3 separate regions of the Mus musculus genome follow, and regions 2 and 3 are each linked to region 1. The links are chromatin contacts, called in public Hi-C and promoter capture Hi-C maps. All regions are on one chromosome and are shown on one strand. Each heading gives the region's core, a stretch centred on a gene start, on an enhancer-like site or on the middle of the called end of the contact. The rest is flanking DNA. Distances are from core to core; before and after follow the strand shown.

Evidence for each region. Promoter capture Hi-C pulls out the DNA fragments that hold promoters and counts their contacts. Hi-C and Micro-C count contacts between places; a contact is called where the count stands out from the background.
Region 2: a contact with region 1 is called in a promoter capture Hi-C map of liver, with 3 times the contacts expected there. The contact joins the enhancer-like site here to the promoter of Fam149a in region 1. A contact is called at or near these places in 3 of 39 promoter capture datasets (cranial neural crest, liver and stem cell-derived epiblast-like cells), 1 of 115 datasets of contacts at active chromatin or transcription factors (embryonic stem cells) and 2 of 9 other capture datasets (adipose tissue and embryonic stem cells).
Region 3: a contact with region 1 is called in a Hi-C map of cortical neurons, with 2.4 times the contacts expected there. The contact joins the enhancer-like site here to the promoter of Fam149a in region 1. A contact is called at or near these places in 7 of 39 promoter capture datasets (the C10 cell line, cranial neural crest, embryonic stem cells and 3 more), 4 of 484 Hi-C or Micro-C datasets (cortical neurons, embryonic fibroblasts, nephron progenitors and 1 more), 6 of 115 datasets of contacts at active chromatin or transcription factors (embryonic forebrain, embryonic midbrain, embryonic stem cells and 2 more) and 3 of 9 other capture datasets (adipose tissue, embryonic stem cells and liver).

Annotation. Positions count from the first base shown.
Region 1 is chr8:45,380,387-45,384,187 of GRCm38.p6, forward strand. Fam149a (family with sequence similarity 149, member A) reads right to left here and starts at 1,905. Exons shown (of 14, transcript NM_153535.2): 1 at 767-1,905. The coding sequence starts at 1,374.
Region 2 is chr8:45,718,100-45,721,956 of GRCm38.p6, forward strand. All of the region lies in intron 2 of Sorbs2 (sorbin and SH3 domain containing 2), which reads left to right. Among named protein-coding and RNA genes, the nearest start is that of Gm30635, 41 kb to the left of the region's middle. Within about 2 kb of position 1,757, at least 49 of the 459 cell types and tissues checked have an H3K27ac peak or open chromatin away from gene starts, as enhancers often do. A contact at or near this core is called in adipose tissue and liver, where this site is marked.
Region 3 is chr8:45,794,493-45,798,157 of GRCm38.p6, forward strand. Sorbs2 (sorbin and SH3 domain containing 2) reads left to right here. Exons shown (of 24, transcript NM_001205219.1): 16 at 486-2,066. All of the region lies in intron 1 of Sorbs2os (sorbin and SH3 domain containing 2, opposite strand), which reads right to left. Among named protein-coding and RNA genes, the nearest start is that of Sorbs2os, 23 kb to the right of the region's middle. Within about 2 kb of position 1,964, at least 8 of the 459 cell types and tissues checked have an H3K27ac peak or open chromatin away from gene starts, as enhancers often do. A contact at or near this core is called in cortical neurons, where this site is marked.

The DNA.
Region 1 (3,801 bases), core at 655-3,154:
TTGCACACACTTTAAAACATCTAGCAACATGCTCTCGATAAAAGTAGAATTCACTGTCACTCTAGAGTCTCGAGTTATTTGGTAAGGATAATGCGTTGATTTCAAAGGGTAAGTATATGGTGTGTGTGTATGGTGTGTGTGTGTGTGTGTGTGTGTGTGTGTGTGTGTGTGTGTGTGTGTGTGTTTGTGTGTGTCCGCTTAGAAAAGTGGCCTCCAATTCCCATTCTGTTCTGGTGAAGTCAGTCATTGTTTCTGTAGTAACTCAGGGCCCCAAGACAGAACTCAAGACCTCTGGGAGATGTAATTCTAAGCATCACAGGTCTCCTTTGTAACAGATGAGGTGATACATATGTAAATTAACTAGGTGTCATGTAAAGGAAAGTCATTCCTCTTGGGATCTGATCCTCAAACTGTGGAAGCACAGCCATTTCTTAACCATTGCTGCTCTCCAGTAGAGCGGGTTGCCTGGACACCTGGTGCATTCTGTCGCAGAGAAAGGTGCTTGAAAATAAACAGACTCGTGAAAATCATGCTCACTGTCTAGGGTTCAGTGCTTCGGGTAGCAGAGACCTAGCACACAGTCTGTCCCTTCCCTCTTTTTCTCCCTTGATCAACAAGAAGTTTACTGTGAGGATGTTAAGGGAAAGTTTCTCATAGTCTATGTTGGAAATGACCAGAAAGCCTGGGAGTGGGCGGAGTGAACCCGGGAAGAGATTGTGGCAGGCAGAGGGTGGAAGTCAAAGTTGACAACACTGTTGCTACTCACCCTTCTGGGTCATCCTGGGAGTCGCTGTCCGAGGTCCATTCCTCGCCAATGTCAGGCAAGGTGAAAAACAGAGTTTTGGGAACCGGACCCGGGGCCATCCATACACTGGGCTCTCGCTCTCCAGGAGCTCGCAGCTGGCGAGGGTTCCGTGGACTTGATGCTGTGACGCTGTTGCTGCCCAAGGGGATGGTGACAGAAGGCAGGGTCGCCCAGTCAACCCCTGGGCTGGGTAAAGTCACTGAAGCCACTGAGCCGGCAGAGCCACTGTAGGGGGTTAAGGGCGGTGCTATGGATGCTCCTGAGCTGCTGGGCAGAGATCCGGAACACCCTGTTGCTTCTACCCTTTGAGCAGCTGCGGAGCTCCTGGGGTGCGAGGCAGGGAGCGGAGTGTGCACCGGGGTGAAGGGCTCCCGTGAGGCCGCGGTGTCTGGAGGCAGAGATGGGAGCAAAGTCAGGGTCTCAGCCTCTCTAAGCGACGTGCTGGCGCCGGAGTCTACTGATCCTGTGGCCGCCGCGCCTCCAGGGTGGCTGGAGACTGCCGGGGATGCTGTTGAGAGCTTGAAGATCTTGGCAAACAGAGACCCCAGGTCCAACACAGCGACCTTCATGCCTTGGTCCTGGAGAGGTTACTGTGACTGTCGCCGGGAGGTCAAGGACACCAGGTGCTGGTCTGCAGGGCTCCATCCACCACCCCCTGCAGCGATCTGGATCAGATGGCTCTGGGGACGAGCAGAGGGTCCTGGGGTCCTGGCACACAGCTTCCTCGAGGCTTCTAGGTCTTTTTTTCCACCCACAGGAATCCGTTGTTTCAGCGTTTAGTTCCTTATGGGTCTGACAGACCCTCTCCAATGAACCCACAGATGTAAAGGCGACAGAGGGAGGCTGGTTACCCTCTGCAAAGAGAAATCCCTCCTGTCCCACAGTGTAGTAAGATGTTCAAGGGACCAGGGGCACAGAGCTCAAGGAGAGGACTAGTGTTGGATGCACGGATTATGGGCTAAACTCGCTGGAGATTCTCTGGCTGGCCCCTGGGGCTGCACAGGCGGTTGCTAAGCTAAACAAAACCCCTGCTAAGCTCTCTGCTAATTGGACTCCAGGCTGTAGCTGGGCTGTGTCCACAATAGAAACACCAGCTCCCCTCCTTGACTCTTGCCTTAAAGAAACAGTCTCAAATTTCGCCACCATCCTTACAGCTTCAGGCTGCCCAGGAGCTACTAGGACCTTGAACATAATCCCTGCAAGCGGACCCATCGGTTCCAGAATGTTCTGGAACTCATTCGACTTGACAAGTTCAAATATACCATGCTCATGATCATGATCTTTGATGTGAGAAGGGTGAGCAGGAAGGTGAATTGAGGGAATATGCTTGAAATGGGCTCCACTTTGTTTACCCCAAGATTTATTTTCTGTCCATCACTGAAGATGTCAAGATATCTTATGTGGAACAAATGGCATTACACCTACTTTGATTTTATATATGTATGAGCTGAGCTATGGTTATTTTTATACCTTCTGGTAAGCTTTGCATCTCCGTTTGTTGTAACTATGACAACATTTAAAAACACTTTTAATGAGGGGATCTCTACACTACCAACTGAAGACCAAGCCTCTAGCGCATGAACCTGGGAGGGTGTTTCTTTTCAAACTGTAACATAATTGGAACATCAAGCTTTATGTTTTCCCATAGGCAGCTCATTTTCTACCTATCATATTGAAAATGGCCCATGATCTCATTAGTGTATCCTACCTGGCAAATAAACATGTCAGAAGCACCTTTATAGAATTTCAAGACTCATTTAGCACTGAGAGACAAGGAGATACAGTGTTCTTGAAGTACAATAAAACTAACAAAACAAAACAAAACAAAACAGATACTTATCTATCTCAGGTTGTGACTGAGATAAGCCCTTAGACACAAGTGTAGCACATGACCACCATCTCAGTCAGCATCACCTGGGAGAAAGCACAGCACCTGCAGAGGGGGAGGGGCAGGGGGAGGGGGAGAGAGAGGGTGAAAGAGAGAGAGAGAGCTCTGGAGCAATAAGGCTCCATCTAATCAGATTCTGGGACTAGGAAGAGTATGCAGTCGTCAACATGGAAAGCTTGGAAGGAAGGATCTGGATGAGGGGAAGGGTGAGTGAGTGCCAGACAACCCCAGGTCAGCAGTGGTGGACCCTAGAGACAGAGGTGCTGGGGACAGACCAGAAAGGCTGTGACGACTGTAGGACAATGAAAGGCTATCAGAAGCAGACTGGCATTGGCCAACTGCCACTTGCCATGTTCTTGTCATTCCCCTGTGCTGCAATTTGCCAGATGGTCCCCAAGCTATGGAACATATGTCAGGGCATTCAGATACTTCACATAGCTCCTCAGGCTTGCAGTAAATGTTATGTGAATGGCTGGTCCCTTGTCCTTACACACACACTCTCTCTTTATATGTAGATATAGATATAGATACAGATACAGATACAGATACAGATACAGACACAGACACAGACACAGACACAGACACAGACACAGACACAGACACAGACACAGACACAGACACAGACACAGACACAGACACAGACACACAGACACACAGACACAGACACACAGACACAGACACAGACACAGACACAGACACAGACACACACACAGACACAGACACAGACATAGACACAGACACAGACACATATATATACACAGGCACACATACACAGACTCATATAATTCCTACAGTAATATTTCTGAATCATAGTTGACCTCAACTGAAACCATATGACAAAAAACCTGGGTGACAGGACCATAATATAATTAAGTTCTGATGAAGTCATTTGCATGGACCCTAAGCCAATGGGACAGTATACTGTGAGCAAGAAAAGTGACATGGGAGAAAACACCCTAACCTCTGTGGTGACAGATATGTGGACAGTCTCAAAACTACTGTTCAGGTGGTAGAGGGAGAGAAAAATCCTGACTTCCAGGTTTCCAGGGGATCCGAGCTTTGCAGATACCCAGTGTAGGATTTGTAGCCTGCAGAAGTGTGCTACGTG
Region 2 (3,857 bases), core at 507-3,006, 340 kb after region 1:
GTTTAGGGCTGAACACTCAGTCTCCTATCTGTAGCTCTTTGATTTGCTACATATCTTTCCAGTGACTGCTGCTCAAGAAAAAAATAAATTCCCAGACCAAGGTTAAAAGCAGCCTAGGTCTATACATACAAACATGAATATCTGGGAAGCAATTTGACAGCATGACCATTTAGCAAATTATCAATAGCCCAAGGGCCTATGACTTTAGCCAAGGGGTATCAATAAGGATAACCATACCAGGAATTAAATTTCCTCCTATTGAACATGCCTCTAATCCAATCAGACACCATTACCCATAATGGTGATGCCGCCTTTGCCCCTTGCTTGGCAGGGCCTTATTGTAAGCCCTTCCCCAATTTGTTATGCTTTCCTTAGAATTCAGGAGTAGTTTGTGGAGGGAAACGCTGCAGATTGCAGGAGACAAATTTAATGCTGAGATAAAGTTTCCTCAAGATCTTCCTTTTCTGTTTGAATAATCCTACCTTATAGTATTGTAAGAGAATAAATACTAATGATGTTAGTCTTAACATCAACTCTCTCAGTTTAGGCAAATTATAGAACCAACTATTTCTAAAACTAACTATGATTAAGTAAATTCTTTTATTTGCAAATGTTAACATACATTGACGAGAAAACTTTTTATAAGCCTTAAAGCCTATCATAAGACATTCCATTATGATTTATTTACCTTTAACAAGATGATTTATAAGCCCTTTAATCTGTAGTCTCACAATACAGTTCCTTATCTTTTCATAGAATCAAATGTTAGAAAGATGCCATAAGATAAACGCTAAAATCACTGTTTGAGGAATTCAGGTTGCAAGATTCATTGCTTTTTTGTTGTTATCATAAAACATGTTTTTGTGAAGATTTTAGGAGACTAAATGAGGAGAAAAAAGCCTGAAGCAGTTAACATACAGACAGAAGTGTATTAACATTTTACAGACTGCTGTGATTCTGCTGGGTGCTGGCTTAATGTAATCCTGAAGTTCAAGTATGACCTTGATATGCATCAAATATTGGAATCATTGGGTGCAGTGAGAGGCTGGTGACACAGGTTGAAGTTTTGTTTTTGCAAGACACTGCTCAAAAATATCATGGCATCCAACCTGCTGACCTTGTGCATGGTTAGAAGCATTCCTTTTGAAAAAAAATTAAAAGTCTGTTAAAATGCAAATGTGTTAGCTTAATAAGAGACTATCTCATCACTTGTACTTTTAACAAAACCCCAAAAGATTAGATGTTAAGCTCTAACCCCATGCACGTAGCCAATTAACTTATCCCAATTAATGGATGACAGTTGTTATAATTGAGAAAACTAATTTCTCGTTACACTTCAAGATCAGTGATAGTCACTAATATTTCACTTACAGAATTCAAAATGAAGGTCCCAATGGGAAGTGGTAGTTTCGGGGTGCACAGAGTTGTTCTGATGTTAACTGAATTCATACCCTTGGTCAGAATCCAAAAGTAGATCAATTAATGTCTGATTTCACAAATGTAAACAAACAAACAAAAAAGGTAAAAAGTGGTGTTCACTATCAACATGTGGCAAAATTAATTCATAGGCTGCTACTTTAATGACACATGGGGCCACAATGACTGTCATTTCTTTGAGACAGGAATTCTTACAGCCCAAACTATGCTTGAATTTACTATATAATCAAGATGACCTTGGATTTCTGTTCTCCCGACCTCCACCTCCCAAGTTCTCGGGATTATGGGCTTGCATCACTGTGCTCAGCCAATGTTGACTGTTTTTGTTACATCATGGAGCACAGACTCGTTCTACTCTCTTTGAGACTGTCTGGCTCACATCTCTACCACAGTAATATTTCCAGAGTTGCCCTGGTGCTAAAAATGACTATCTCCTTGAACTTCCTAAACGGAAAAGAAACCTTGACTTCAGCACTTCACCGTACTCATTCTTTCCCCACGACTGCCCAGTGTGGAGCCATACCAGAACAAGGGCTTTTCCTCCCCGTGGGTTCCACCCTATGACTGTGTTTCCTGCCTCTGAATCACCTTCTCCTGATGGAGGCCCCTGCTGTGTCGATGAAAATGAGATCATAAACAAACATGTAAGCCCTCAAGGCAGGAAGAGTGCTCTGCAGGAAAACTCCCAAAGAATAGTGGAAATAAAGAAATTGGCTATTTATATGGGGTGGCCAGGAATGGTCTCTCTGGTAGGGTGATATGTACATAAATGTCCCCCATAGTCTTGATTATTTGGACACTTGGTCCCCAATTACTGACACTATTTATGGAGGTTTAAGAGGTGCAGCCTCTTTGGAGGGAGAATGTCCATGGGAGTGAACTTTGAGAGCTTAAAGCTTTGTCTACTTCCAATGTGCTAGCTCTGCCTGGTGCTTGTGGTTTAAAGATGTGAGCTCTCAACTTGCTACCATATGTCCCGTTATAATGGATTTTTTATTCCTCTGGAACCGTTATGCCCAAATAACCTCTTCCTTCTATAGCTTGCCTTGGCCACGGTGTTTTATGACAGGAATAGAAAAGTAACTAAGGCAGGTAGCATCTGAGCATTAAGCCGGGCGACTAAAGGACAAAGCTGGTGATAGATGGAAGTACTCTGGGCCGAGAGGAAAACGCTGGGATAGTAGTGGGCTTGGTATGTGCAAGCAACAGTGAAGTATTCCAGATCCTAGAACAGACTGGGCAGGGAGCAAGAGTGGTAGCCATGGGCCTAGAGGATGGGAGATGGGACCATGAGTTGGAGTCCTTTGAACAAAATGATTATTCTCTATCATGTTACAGCCACCTCTCTCAGAATATTCCAGAATCAGAATACAACACATGCAGGTACAAGCAGAGGAAGGGAAACCAGTCGTGAGGCACTAAAACAGTCAAGGCAAGCTAGAAGATGCTCACAGAGAAGTTAAATTTGCATAGTTGTGAGTTCTAGATATACACAACATTATAAGATTTGACCACAAATGAACATGGTAATAGCAATTATGAGTCAAATATGATGTCAATGCTTTTTGAGGCTGGAAAGCAGTAAAATTTTTGGCAGTACATTCTAGAAAGTGCTCTACCATTGAACTATATTCCTGCATCTCCAGTACCACCCTCCTCCTCCTCCTCCTCCTCCTCCTCCTCCTCCTCCTCCTCCTCCCTCCTCCTTTTTAGATAGATCTCATCGAGGCCCCAGGATGATCTGAAACTCACTCCAGAGCCCAGGCTAGACTTGAACTTGTAACATTCCTGCCCTGCCTCCTGAGTACTGATATTTCAAGCCTGGGCCACTAGATTCAGCAATGGTGATGCTTTTTACAGAGTGATAGCAGGTGGACCAAAGATCTGGGTCATGTGCCTATTTGACATGCACAAATATGTATGTAAATAGGCAGCTGTTATTCCAAGCCTGACATTCTGAGGATAGTGATTTATGAATGATCAAACAGCTACAGTTTAGCTCAACTGCCCTTTAAAAATAAAAATCTACTGACTAGTGTGATTGCCTAAACCCCAACATATGTTGAGAATTTCCATTGATCAGAATACAGAAAAGAGAGCAGTGGGGCAGAAGTAATGAGAAAATACGCTGAGGGGTAAAAATGGGAGAGAAGGTGGATGAACAGCAAGATGCTTCGTCTCCCTGCTCTACATTTGTGGTGCTTTGACTCAGAACTCACTGAGGTGATATGGTGTATACATACATATATATGTATACATACATATATATATACACATACATATACACATATACATACACATATATATGTTACTTGTCTTGCTGATGAGATGAAGTACCTGGAAAAATAATCAGTTTAAGGAAGGAAGAGGGTTTTTTTCTTGCTTTGTTTTGTTTTGTTTTGTTTTGTTTTGTGTTTGTT
Region 3 (3,665 bases), core at 714-3,213, 410 kb after region 1:
CCGGTTAATTTTAAGTATTTTTCTTAAATCAACTTCCTTTCCCAAGCATTACACATTAACTGAATGAATTGACAATTTGGAAAGATCATAAGATCATAATTTTTACATTGTTGAGAGAGAGAGAGAGAGAGAGAGAGAGAGAGAGAGAGAGAGAGAGAGAGAGAGCGAGCGTATTATAGATAGAGTTATGGTTTGGACATGGCTTGCTGGCTAAAAGACAATTGAATTGTGCAATAGAAATGTGTTAGCTATACCAAGTGCATTTCATGTGTGATTGTGTTCACTGTAATGTCTACAGAGTTGCACTGAAAAATATTATCTTGCTTCCCTCTGAAATTAAAGCTATGTGTGTTAAGGTGGCCTATATTAAACCCACACTAACTGCCTTCTCTTTGCTGTGCTAATATTGACATGCTCTCCTTTCTCTGCGAACCTTTTAACTTCTCCAAATGTCTTTCTCCTGCCATGCCGCTCTGGACTGAAAGGTGGGGATGATAGCAAAATGTGTCCGCCCCTTTGCAGTTACTCGGGGCTCAATGGCACCCCCTCTGGTGAGTTAGAGTGCTGCAACGCTTACAGACAACATTTGGACGTCCCCGGGGACTCGCAAAGGGCCATCACTTTCAAGAATGGCTGGCAAATGGCCCGGCAAAATGCAGAGATCTGGAGTAGCACTGAAGAGACCGTTTCCCCCAAAATCAAATCACGTAGCTGCGATGATCTCCTGAATGACGACTGCGACAGCTTCCCAGACCCTAAAACCAAGTCAGAGAGTATGGGTTCTCTGTTATGTGAAGAAGACTCCAAAGAGAGCTGCCCCATGACATGGGCGTCCCCCTACATCCAGGAAGTGTGCGGGAACAGCAGATCTAGGCTCAAACACAGGTCAGCCCATAATGCCCCAGGCTTCCTCAAAATGTACAAGAAAATGCATCGCATCAACCGCAAGGACTTGATGAATTCAGAGGTCATTTGCTCGGTGAAATCCAGGATCCTGCAGTACGAGAAGGAGCAACAGCACAGGGGGCTGCTGCACGGATGGAGCCAGTCTTCCACCGAGGAGGTGCCCAGGGACGTGGTGCCCACTCGCATTTCGGAATTTGAAAAGCTGATTCAGAAGTCGAAGTCTATGCCCAATCTAGGAGATGAAATGTTATCTCCTATAACCCTAGAACCCCCACAAAATGGTTTGTGTCCCAAGAGGCGATTTTCTATCGAGTCTCTGCTGGAGGAAGAAACTCAGGTTCGTCACCCTTCTCAGGGTCAGCGAAGCTGCAAGTCTAACACCCTGGTGCCCATCCACATCGAGGTCACCAGCGACGAGCAACCTAGAACACACATGGAGTTTTCCGACAGTGACCAAGATGGGGTTGTGTCCGACCACAGCGACTACGTTCACGTCGAAGGGTCGTCCTTTTGTAGTGAAAGTGACTTTGACCACTTTTCATTCACATCCTCTGAAAGCTTCTACGGATCGAGCCATCACCACCACCATCACCATCACCATCACCGACACCTCATCAGCTCCTGCAAAGGCCGATGCCCGGCTTCTTACACTCGATTTACCACAATGCTAAAACATGAAAGAGCTAAGCATGAAAACATGGACCGACCCAGAAGGCAAGAAATGGATCCTGGCCTGTCTAAGCTTGCATTTCTAGTCAGCCCTGTGCCTTTCCGAAGGAAAAAAATCCTGACTCCCCAAAAACAGACTGAAAAGGCAAAATGCAAAGCCTCAGTAGTTGAAGCTCTGGACTCTGCCCTGAAAGACATTTGCGACCAAATAAAAGCCGAAAAGCGGAGGGGAAGCTTGCCAGACAACAGCATCCTGCACAGGCTTATCAGTGAACTGCTGCCACAGATTCCTGAAAGGAATTCATCTCTTCATGCTCTCAAAAGGAGCCCCATGCACCAGCCTTTCCACCCACTGCCTCCAGATGGTGCTAGTCATTGTCCCCTGTACCAAAATGATTGTGGGAGAATGCCTCACAGTGCCTCTTTCCCTGACGTGGACACAACCAGCAACTACCACGCACAGGACTATGGGAGTGCACTGAGCCTCCAAGGTGGATGCTCTTTCCTTTCTTTGTCTCACGTGGCACAGATCCCATCCTTTCTCGTATTCGTTTTTTTCCCATCCTGCATCTCATCACTCTTGAGCCGTGAGACCACGTGACGTCATTATGTGTTGCCAAGGAAAGAGCTGTGTGGTGCGGCGTGTTTGACTACGTAGTTCTCATTTGCCTGTGTGCTATTTGACATTCATGTGTTGGCTGAAAGTACTCATCAATTCACAAACATTTACTCACTTAAAACTAAAAGAAAACGCAAATTTGTCACTTAATAAAAACAAGTCGGATGTTGTTTAAAAAAAAAAAAAAGAAAGAAAGAAAAAGAAAAGAAATGATAAATCTCCACATTCTTAAAGGCTATATTTACTTATACTAATGCTATACAGCATGCTTCACAAACAGTAGATCCAAATGTTTTTTAAAAAGCAGGCTATATAACTGGAAAGCTTCAAATCAAGACATTGATTCAAATCCAGAAACCAATTTTCTAGCAAAATAACCCATTTTCTTTGGCTATCTAATATCCTAAAATAATCACCTCTCAAATTCAAAAGGCTAAATCAAGACAAAAACTATAATTCAATATATGTATCCCTAAGATATATTTAGATTCATTATGAACCAAAGCCAGTGGTTTCATGGACTTTTCTTAGATTTTTATATTAACCTTAGAACACTATACTTATTCACGCAAAGAAGTTGGTCCCCACAAATTGTTTACTAACTCCCTCCATTTAAAGGGCACAATTTGAAAAATAAATAAAGGGCACAATTTGGATGGAATTTTGTAAATGTATCTTTTAGATATAGATATGACTTCTATCATTCAAGGATCTCATTTTCTTCTTTCTATTACTTGATATACACACTTGCTATTTCTGTTAGGATAAACTTGTACTGAAATGTGAATTGGATTATGCTAAACATGACTCTTGAATAAGTCCATTTCACAGTTAACACAAATGTTAGAAGGCAAATGACAGTTCTAACCAGAGGTATTTACTGAAGTTAACATAACTTTATAACAGCATGCTTTGGTGCTTTTAGCTACTTCCCAAGTGAATCTGTGTAGGACAGACATGTCATGAGGCTGGAGTAAATATTCCAGACTTGGGAGTGGGCTGTCAGTAGCGAGGCTTTAGACACTAGCTCTGCAGAGAGCTTTAGCTAGATGCATTGTCCAACTGAAACCAACATGAGTCAATGGATTTGTATTATTATAAATGCATTTGTATTATTATAATATAATATTATTATATTGAGAAATTGAAGGACAAAGAGGATAAAGTTTCTCAATATAACACAGATTACAGTAACAGCAAGAGAAGTCAAAGCCCTGTTAACTAAAAATATACAGCATAAAATATAATTTCTAATGGCAAAAAACCACAAAATTGTTACTAACGACTGGACAATTTTACTTATTGGTATTTACCTTCACTTTAATTTGTACTGTACAACATGCTGGAAAACAATAAATTAGAATAAAAGGGGATGAGGTGATGGCTCAGTAGTTAACAGTCATTGCTTATCTACCAGAGGACCCGGGTTCAGTTCCCAGTGTGCACATGGCAACTCACAATGGTCCATATC